2 separate regions of the Sus scrofa genome follow, and region 1 is linked to region 2. A link is a contact called in public promoter capture Hi-C data. All regions are on one chromosome and are shown on one strand. Each heading gives the region's core, a stretch centred on a gene start, on an enhancer-like site or on the middle of the called end of the contact. The rest is flanking DNA. Distances are from core to core; before and after follow the strand shown.

What was found. Promoter capture Hi-C pulls out the DNA fragments that hold promoters and counts their contacts.
Region 1: a promoter capture Hi-C map of liver shows a contact between it and region 2, with 5 times the contacts expected there. The contact joins the promoter of ZNF622 here to the promoter of OTULIN in region 2. A contact is called at or near these places in 1 of 5 promoter capture datasets (liver) and 1 of 2 datasets of contacts at active chromatin or transcription factors (skeletal muscle).

Annotation. Positions count from the first base shown.
Region 1 is chr16:5,711,807-5,716,635 of Sscrofa11.1, forward strand. It overlaps ZNF622 (zinc finger protein 622), which reads right to left and starts at 3,018. Exons shown (of 6, transcript XM_021076700.1): 1 at 1,959-3,018; 2 at 983-1,246; 3 at 553-715. The coding sequence starts at 2,571.
Region 2 is chr16:4,059,613-4,064,484 of Sscrofa11.1, forward strand. It overlaps OTULIN (ubiquitin thioesterase otulin), which reads left to right and starts at 3,425. Exons shown (of 7, transcript XM_003133841.4): 1 at 3,425-3,744. The coding sequence starts at 3,593. LOC110257250 (a long non-coding RNA gene) reads right to left here and starts at 3,344. Exons shown (of 7, transcript XR_002339614.1): 1 at 2,859-3,344.

The sequences.
Region 1 (4,829 bases), core at 1,768-4,267, 1.7 Mb after region 2:
AGGTCATTGGCATCCAACACTAGCAACAAGTTGTTCCAGAATTCCTAGCATGAATGCCTACCCTGATGTAGGAATCAATTAAGATGTGAGTTAAAGGGGGGAGAACTTCTCCAACAAGTGCCTGGGGTGGGCCTAGTGCAGCCACCACCTCCTTTCCCTGAGCAGACAGCTGGTGAGTCAAGGGCTCTCACGGAAACCAAGATGGAAACCTAATTTCCCCGCCTCCGCTCCTCAGGTAACTGGCAAAATGGAACTTCTCATCATGGAGACCACAACAGCAACCAAAACAGCAAGTCTGCAAATCAGGTAAGATTCACTTTGGCCTGAGATCTTCTCTTTATCGGATAGATATGTGCGTTTAACTCAAGAGATACTCAGTTCCCCACAAAATCTACAAAATTACAGGGAACGACCACCTCACCTCCCACAGAAATGTTCTGAGAGGTATCAGCCATGCTAGGTTGGACAGCATGCCAGGCAGGGGCACACCTCTACCACTTCAAAGATCCTACGAGCACCTCACTCCCCCCACATTACAAACCACAGACTTACCTAAAATCATAGAAGTCTGCAAATTCCAAAAGAGCATCCCCATCTGTGAAGAGCTTACAGTGGCTCCTGTCATGCATGTGAGCCTGCACGGCTTCCGTGGAGTAGAAGGACTTCCCTTTCTCATTGCACCACAAGCAAATCTTCCCAACACCAACTTTCTCTCCTGCAAACGTCAGTGGAGAAAAGAAAAAAACACATATGTATATATGCGAAAGCAGCTTTTTGCAGCCAGATTAATCTCACCATCCATCTCCACAATTCAAAACACAATGCATCAGGTTTTGGACTCTCACAAAATCAGCAGGTCATCCAATCCAAGACTAAGCAGATACACAAAAGTCATGCTCCCTTAAGACCTGCCCCCCCCCCACCACCACCACCAATAATGTGGTAGCTCCTCATTAACAGAGGAAAATGCTATTATACTTACCCAAATATTTAATCAGTCCCTTAAGGTCTGACAGATACTCTACATCAGGAAGAAAGAAGCTGTGGACTTTAGTCATATGAGCCACATTCTTCACCAGGGAGCTTGAATGATGGGGACAAAATAAGCAGTCCGTTATGGGGATGGCACCAAGCGGGGGGCTTCCTCCAGCCTCTTCCTCCTCCGCATCCTGCTCCTCCTCCTGGTCCAGGGCTTCACCATCCTCACACTCCACTTCCTCATCAGACTCAATATCCTCCCAGTCTTCTAGCCGGGCATTGGAAAAACAAAGTCAGATGAACCCCTCAGATTTAGCCTTTCGTCTACCGCAGACCACTCCTGCATGGCCAAGGAATGTCTGTGTCTGGCCTTTCTTTTCCAGGGCACAGTAAACTCCCTGAAAGAGGCTTCTGCTCTGTCTCGACGCACATATGGACCCATGCAATTAGAGTTAATGGCATGTGGGATGCCAAGGGAAGGAAAAGAAAAAACAGCTCAGAAAGCCAAGGGAGGCGAGGCTGCGGGCTCCAGCCTCACATTTCAGGTTGGCTCGCTGATTCTCAACCGCTCGCTGCATCGTTTCATCAACCAAGTCAAGCGCAAAGCCAGCACAGCTAGAAATCCATTAGAAATACACACTCTACAGCAGACCGTGTGGCAGGAGCACGGCCTCAGGCGCATCCTCCTCAGTCTAAACAGAGAAGGCACCACTCCTACAAACTGCAACGATCCCTCCCGCCGCCCAGCTGAGGTTTCAGTACTCGAATCTACAACAGCGAACTAAATACACAAAACGCCCCGCCAGGAGGCTGGCCACACCACTCACTTCAGCAAGAAGAGCATGGAAACCACCCTCACCCTTCACCCTCACTTCAAAACTGGCACCTCCCCCTCCCCCTCCCCCAACGCAAACATCAATCTGGACGCTTAGGGACGATCAATAACCTCACCCGACCCGCCCCCCAACACAGGCCCTCACCGTCGCCGTCATCCAGCTCCTCCTCACTCTCCTCCTCCCCCTGCTGCTTCGCCAACTTCCTCGCCTGCTGTTCAAACCACTGCAGCCGCGGAGGCTTCTCGGCCGGGTCCCGCTGGTGAGCCCCACGCCCTCCCGCAGCCACCGACACCGGGCTCCGGAACTCCGCCTCGAGCGCCGGGGCCGCCTTCTTGGGCGACGTGGACGGCTGCGCCTTGATGACCTGCTGGATGGCCGCGTTCACCGCATCCTTGTCCACACCGTCCACGCCCAGCCCTTTCTCCAAGTTCTTCTCATTCAGGATCGCCACCTTTCGGCTCACCGCCCGCTTCTCCAGCTCCACGTGCCGCCGGGACTTGAGGTGGTTTTCGTAGGCCTTGAAGGAGGCAAACTTCTTACTGCACACCGTGCAGTAGGTGGCCGCGCCCTTGCTCTCGGGCTCCGCCAGGGCCCGCTGCGCCCGCACCCGCTCCTGGAAGCCCTCGGCGCTGACCGGGGCCATGCCGGCCACTTTGCGCCTCAGGTTGTAGCGGTGCCAGTCCGTCTTGTAGTGCGCCCGCTGCGCCTCCGCGTCGACCAGCACCACCCGGCAGGTGTTGCAGGTGTAGGTCGCCATCGCTGGCCGGAAAATAACAGGCGACCGCGGCAGAAAGCTAGCGACCTGCGCCCCGACACCCCCACAGGGTAAGACAAACCTCGGCGCCGGGGAAAAGCCAGACTGAGTGACTTCCGGGCTGGATTGCGGTAGACCCGGTCAGACAGGAAGTCCCACCTCTCGACCTTTAGCCACGCCCCCTGCCCGGGGAGTCCCCGCCCTGGCGAGGGAAGCTGCAGACTAATCCTGCCCCGCCCAGTCGGCCTGAGCTGCGTGTGGATTGGATTGGCGTGGGAAGTGGTGGTGATTGGATAGTCCTGAGGTGGTGGTTGTTTAGATCTGCGTGAGGTGTGGAGGGTGGGGGTTGGATCAGGGTGAGTTGGGCGTTGATTGGATTGACTTGAAGCGGGTGTTCACTGAGTGGACCGAGGTGGGTGTTGCCTCGCGGTGGGTGGTGGGTGTTGTTGGTTGGGCCCTGTACTGCCGGGAGTACTGGCCTTGGTAGTTCTGCTGTGAGACTTGATGGTGGAAAGGCGACCACCCCGCGGGAAGGGGATTTGGGCCGCTAGGAGGAGGCGTGATCCGGGCGAGCAGCCTAGGGTCGGTGCGTCCTGCGCCCCTGCAACCCGGGGAGTGGGTGTCAGGGAAGACAGGGCAGCTGGTTAGTTAGCTCGCAGGTCGGACCGTCTGACCCTCACCTCGCGGGCTGGAGTCCCGGGAAGCCAGAGGCTCAGGTCGGAGGCTCAGGGAATTCACAGAAAAGCCACTGAGTCCAGGATGGAGCCAGGGTTTTTCTGAGGTGGCTCGTGCAACGTAGGGCGCAGGGAGAGCTCCTGGATGAAGAGTTTGCATCTAGGAGCATAGGGCCCAGCCCAGACGCTGCCCGGTAGAAATAGAATCCCAGCCACCTAGGTCATCTAAATCTAACAGTGCACACATTAAAAAAAAAAAAAAAAAAAAAAATAGCGAGAGTTAAGATGGCCATACTTTGTTTAACCCAGTGTATTCGAAACACTATCATTTCAACGTGTAATCAAGACAATGGATTTATGGAGATATTTTATGTATGGATTGTTGGTACTAAACCTTGGGATTCCAGTGTGTATTTCACAATTAACACCACACCTCAGTTCAAACTAGCCTCATTTCATGTGCTCAGTTAACTATGCCATTTAAATATGTACCAGCCCGATTCTAGAGGAAGCCTGAGTATTAAAGGTTTAGGGGATTCTTACACTCCTCTGCACAGCCTAGCTGAAGCAGTCAGCCTGTTTCAGAACTGAATGTTTGCATGGTTAGAATCCAAGGGGCCCAGAGCACCAAAGAAAAGACTTTTTTTTTAAATGCAGGTTAGGTAGCATTGTTTTTGTTCAAAATCTTCAGTACTCCCTCTGACTCAGAAAAAAATTCAAACACCTTCCTGAATGTTTGTGTTGCCCCACAATTCATGTATTGAGAAGTTAATGCCCAAGATGATATTGCTTAAGACAGGCCCTTTGGGAGGCATTAGGTTATGCGGTCAGATTCCTCAGGCTGAGATTAGCATTCTTTTAAAAGGGACCCAGGAAAGGATAGAATAAGAAATCTGAGACCAGGAAGAGGGCCCTCCCCAGACCAAGATGGTACCCTGGGGAGTTCCCATTGTGGCTCAGCAGGTTACAAACCCGACTAGTGTCCATGAGGATTTGGGTTTGATCCCTGGCCCCCCTCGGTGGTTTAAGGATCCAGAGTTGCCATGAGCTGCAGTGTAGGTTGCAGACGAAGCTCAGATCCCTCATTGCTGTGGCTGTGGCATAGGCCAGTGGCTTCAGCTCCAATTCAGTCCCTAGCCTGGGAACTTCCATATGCTGCAGGTGCAGCACTAAATAGAAGGAGAAAAAAGACAGCACCCTGATCTTGGACTTCAGGCCTACAAAACTGTGAGAAAGAAGGTTGTTGTTTACGCTGTTAGAGCAGTCTGAAGGAACTAAGAGGGTTACCCTTCTAGAAGGCCCCATAAAGTCTGCCGACACCCCTAACCCCTACCTCTGATCTCCTGCTACACCCTCTGCCCCACTCTGTTAACCTCACTTCAATCACACTGACACTTCTTGATGTTGCTCTAACAAGACTAAACAAACATCTTGTTGGTACTCAATCTTAGAAATCCTTTATTCTTGTTCTTGGAATGTCCTTTTGCTATCCTACTAGGTTTTGTTTTGTTTTGTTTTGTTTATTTTATTTTTATTTTTTATTTTTTTGGTCTTTTTAGGGCTGCACCGGTGGCATATGGAGGTTCC
Region 2 (4,872 bases), core at 2,175-4,674:
ATCAGCATATCAACATTAATGTGATGGACCAGCATGATGTTCGTGGATGTGGAAGAGGTAGGGGAAGGGAAGGAGATCCCTTCAGACTAACTCATGTCACAAGGCTGAAGAGATGATATAGCCTGTGGTAGGACAGTGAAGGTGTGTTGCTAGCCTTGCCAGCTGATTCCTTCTAGTCATCTTTTCAACACATATAACGGAAAAAAGCAATGATCAGATCAATAGCTGCATACCTGGTACTAGGAATGAAACCACATCTGGAATAGCAGTGCAACTGGAATTATCAATAATCAGATTTACAGAAACCCACTGTCATTCTCGAAGATGCCATCTGTATTCTGCACTTGACAAATAGGTGGGCTGCAGAGGGATGTGGTGGGTATCACAAAGCTTGCAACTTTCAAGCCCTCCATAAATGTGGTATTGTTTACAGGTAGAAACAGTTCTAATGGCTTCCATTTGTCCATTCCTATAGTAACAGCCTTCACTCTACAGGTCAGGAGACCAATGTGGGGATTCTGCCAGCTGCTGAATATGTCTTTTTTTTTTTTTTTTTTTTTTCAAATGCATTCTGGAACCGGGGAAATAAGCACAGGATGTGTTCGGAGACTTGGTGGGGCTAATGTAAGATGAACTTGAACTAAAATTCCACTGATCACTTGACCTTCACAAGTCCCTACTCTGATAGGTAGACACAGTGATGTTTTGGGTTTCCACAAATTACTTCTAGGTCATAGACATTGTCTACAAATCCCCCCAAAGTCTGGTTATTTCCTTTGCACCAATGCACAGTCACTCTACTGGATGGTTACAGGATCTTTTTGGGAAGGCTGGGAAAAAATTAATACTGTACACTTTGGACAATGAAGTAGGGTCCTTTCTCAAGAAGACCTGGCCTCCCCTTCAATCAAAGAGTTCTGGAAACGTAAATTGGCTCAAGTCTGAGAATTGATTGAGGGGCTGTGATTTTATGTTTCAGCGATGCAAGTTTGGATTTCTAGGTTCATAGACCTAGACATTTTCTGTTTATAAAGAAGAACTGGCAATCATCCATTTATTTCTTTTCTAGGGATACCATGATCGATCAGCCAACACTACAAGTCTCTGGAGTCAGACAATCCTAATTACTGCTTTGCTCAGTCGTTCACTACAGTAACCACACTGGTCCCTACCTACCACCCTGAGGTCCCATTATCCCCACTGCATGTAGGAATCCCAGTTTGATGCTAACAGTTTTCATTGAAGGATACGTCTGAACAGACAAGAGCAGCAGTTGCAGATCTCTTTAAGATGCTGGGGCTCACTTCACAAATTATTTCTCACTGTCATGGTGAAGGGTAATGTCTTCTGAATTATCCTGAGGTGGGTGAGAAGGTCTTACATGATAAATCCACTCTAGGGTCCCCATCTTCCCAAGTCTTTAGATATCTTCCTCGATACAGTATCCTAGGCAGTTCTGGTACTTCAACTGCATTTAGTGTAGGCACTTTTGGGTGGAACGAAGTCATGTGATCCATGGTGTTTTCATGCAATTCCTTCTCACAGTGGGTCTACTGGGCTCTCAAATCCATTTTGTGGTTACTTTCTCAGTTCCATAGGCACAATAGGAAGAAAAATACTTAGCAACCAAACTATTAAGCTTTTTCTAGCTCTTTGAAGTAAAGTGTATCTGCTTAGTAGCCCTTATCAATAAATTTGCCCTGATAATATTTTACAATTTTTCACTTAAAAATTTTTTTTATTATAGTTTATTTACATTGCTATGTCAATTTCTGCTGTATGATCCTTCACTTTTATCTCTGTTAGTTTCCCTGCTCTGTTACTGCAAAATAACACAAACTGAGTGGCTTAAAACAACAGGAATTTATTCTCTCATGGTTCTTGAGACTAGGTATCTGAAATCAAGTTGTCAGCAGGGCCATGCGCCTTCCAAAGCCCCTTTGGAATGATCTTTGACTTTTCCTAGCTTCTAGCAGCTCCTGCCATTTCTTGGCTTCTAGCAACATCACCCTAACCTCTGCCTTCATCTTCCCATGTCCTCACTCCTGTTTCTATGTATCTCGGCATTTTCTCTTATATAAAGATACCAGACATTGATTTTCACCCAATCTAATCCAATCTGACCTAATTTTAACTGATTGCATCCTCAAAGAACCTATTTCCAAATAAGGTCACAGTGAGTTTCCAGTTGGAATGAATTTTAGGGTACACTAGTCATCCGCTATAATCCCACACCCTTACTATCAATACAAAATTTAACTGCATAGTCTTTTGTATGCTATGCATTTTTAAAGCATGTGTATTTATCACTCTCAAAATGAAAGGGTAAAACCCACCATAGTTCTTTGCCTTAAAATGCAAGGATTCTTTACATCCAGTTTCTCCCTTTGATGCCCATTAGCACTTAGTCTCCCTAACACTGGTCCGTCTTGCTCTTTCCCAATCTTTTCTCTAACTGTAGTGATCTTTCAAGGAAGATCAAGGTCTTTAATTAACTGCAGGTGACTTTTTGAGATCTGGTCTCCAGCACCCTTCTCCCAGTTTCATCTTTCAATAAAATACCCTGTTTTGAACCAGTTTTGCCCCAGAGCTACTTGTAGGTTTCTGGATTGCCCATACCAATCCCTTCCCCATTATTTGGTCCTGAGCTCTTTGCTTTAGTAACACTTCTAGCACTTTCGACTGCTGCCCATCTTTAGCGGCTACTCTATTTCCTCCCTAAAGCTGAAACATTTTGTCTTCTGATGTCTGAAGTCTGCTAGTATTTTTCCTTTGCTGTTGCTCCTTCCTAAATCAAATTTCAAATTTTATTTTAAAGAACGTGGTCCAAGAATACACACTGTGCTGTGCTGGCTCACCTGCTGTGTCGAACCATGTCGCCCTTCTCACCCTCACGGAAGGAAGGGGCTGTAACTCCCTGCCCTGGGGCGACAAGCCCGACCCCACACCAGAAGCCTCCGGTCTCTGAGCTCGGGGCGGGTGGTGACGGGACAGCCACGGAGGGAGGCCTAGCAAGTTGCATATCACCCACCCGGGCACATCCCTTGCTCTTTAGCTGAGGAAGCCAGCCAGCGGAGGGAGAAACTCGGAAGCCCAGAGCGACACTGTAAGGTGCCCCCAAACGTCAGCGCCCTTCGCACCCCAGGCCGGACTTCTTCCTCACCGAAGAGGTAGCCCACCGCTCGTCCAGTCCCTTTTCGCTTCCTCACACCCCAGGACTCGAGGACAAGCAGCGGACGGGACTGTCAGCGCGACGAACGCGCGCCGAGAAGCCCGGGCGGCCAGCGGCGTGCGGAGGCGGAGCAAGCGCAGAAAAAGCCTCGCGTGGGCGGTCCTGGCCGCAGGCCGCTAGGCGGGCGCAAGCGCATGCGCAGGCGCCTCGTCGCCGGGCTCCCCGCCGCCTCTGGCCGCGCCCCCTCGCCGCGGGTTAGAGGCCACGGGGCGGGAGGTGGTGACGCGCGCGGAAGCGGCCGGTGCACCCACCCGAGCCCGCGGGCAGCAGGGCGGCAGCGGCCACGGCCGGGCGCCCCGAAGGGTGGGGCCCCGGGTCGCTCGAGAGCGGCTGAACCCCCGCGGCGCCGCCGGCGGCCCCATGCGTCGGGGGACCATGCCTCAGCCCGGAGCGTGGCCGGGCGCGAGCTGTGCCGAGAAGCCGGCGTGGGAGGCGGGGGCCGCGGCACCGGAGGGCGGGAAGGCGGCAGCCGGCGGGCCGCCGCGGGCCGCGATGCGGTGCGCAGCCGAGCAGTGAGTGAGGGGCGCGGGCTGGGGCCGGCTGGACGGGCGGGGGCGCCGGGCTCCGTCCCGTAGGGGAGGCTGTGGGTGGGCGGGAGAGTAGCCAGGGGGAGGCTTCTTCGCACCTTGTTTTCTAAGTAAGGTCATGGGCGACGAGGAATTTGAAGCCCCTTGTATCGTGTCTGAGTACAAAAGTTTTTCCGGAGGGCGCTTCTTAAAATCCAGGTTATCCGGTGCCTCCATCCCCTTTTTTGATCCCTCTATAGCTTTTAAAGCTAAAGAACGCTCCAGAGTCTTGGGGAACAAACTTCAGAAGCATATTACAGCTCCCTTCCATGAGATCTCTTCTCCAGCCTGGTGCGGGAAGGAAGTAAGGTTGTCCCTGTCACAGCCACGGGGAAGCTGAGCCAGGCGACATGTTTGTTCTTGGAAGGCAAGTCGCGGCTTGATGAGCGTCCCACCTGTTGGACAGACTTTGGACGGAGGCTGACCCAATTGTTTTGCCTGTTAGCTGCTTAACTAGGTGTCTCCAACCCCCTATATTTTTAAATACCAAAGGCAGTGCTGGTTAGATCAATTATTTATTGAACCGTAAAGAAGGCAGTGTAAATCAAAGGAGTTTAGAGTTTCTGCAAAGATCTGGGGGTTGGGGGCGGGGGTTGGAAGCAAAATTTAAAGTAGAAGACCGAAACTTTACTGCACTTTCAAGTTCTGGTCACATATAAATGCCTTTGGAATTCCAAAAATGACGGAAGCTCTCAAATAAGCAGTTTGACAGATACCTTAATTGGCCAAAAAGTGCCCTAAAAGTGTGCCATTTCCTAAAAAGGGGTGGGGGGCTGTTATTGCAGATAATGTATTAAAATAATTCTTGCTTGCCTGGTTCTTTACTGTGGGGTTTGGCATTCTCATTTCTTGAATACCCACACCCCTTGGGATAATAATATGTGCACTAAGTGGGTAAACAACCCACTGAGAAAGATTTAGAGCAGGAGGTCTTAAATTCCTGCTCACAGGAGCTAAGCAGATAACCTGAGTGAGTGAGTGAAGCTGGCCAGGTGTAGAACATGGATTCCTGGGGAGCTGGGTTTGTTGGGGCCAAGGTCGGCTAAGTTCCAGCTTATAATTGCCAGATATCCT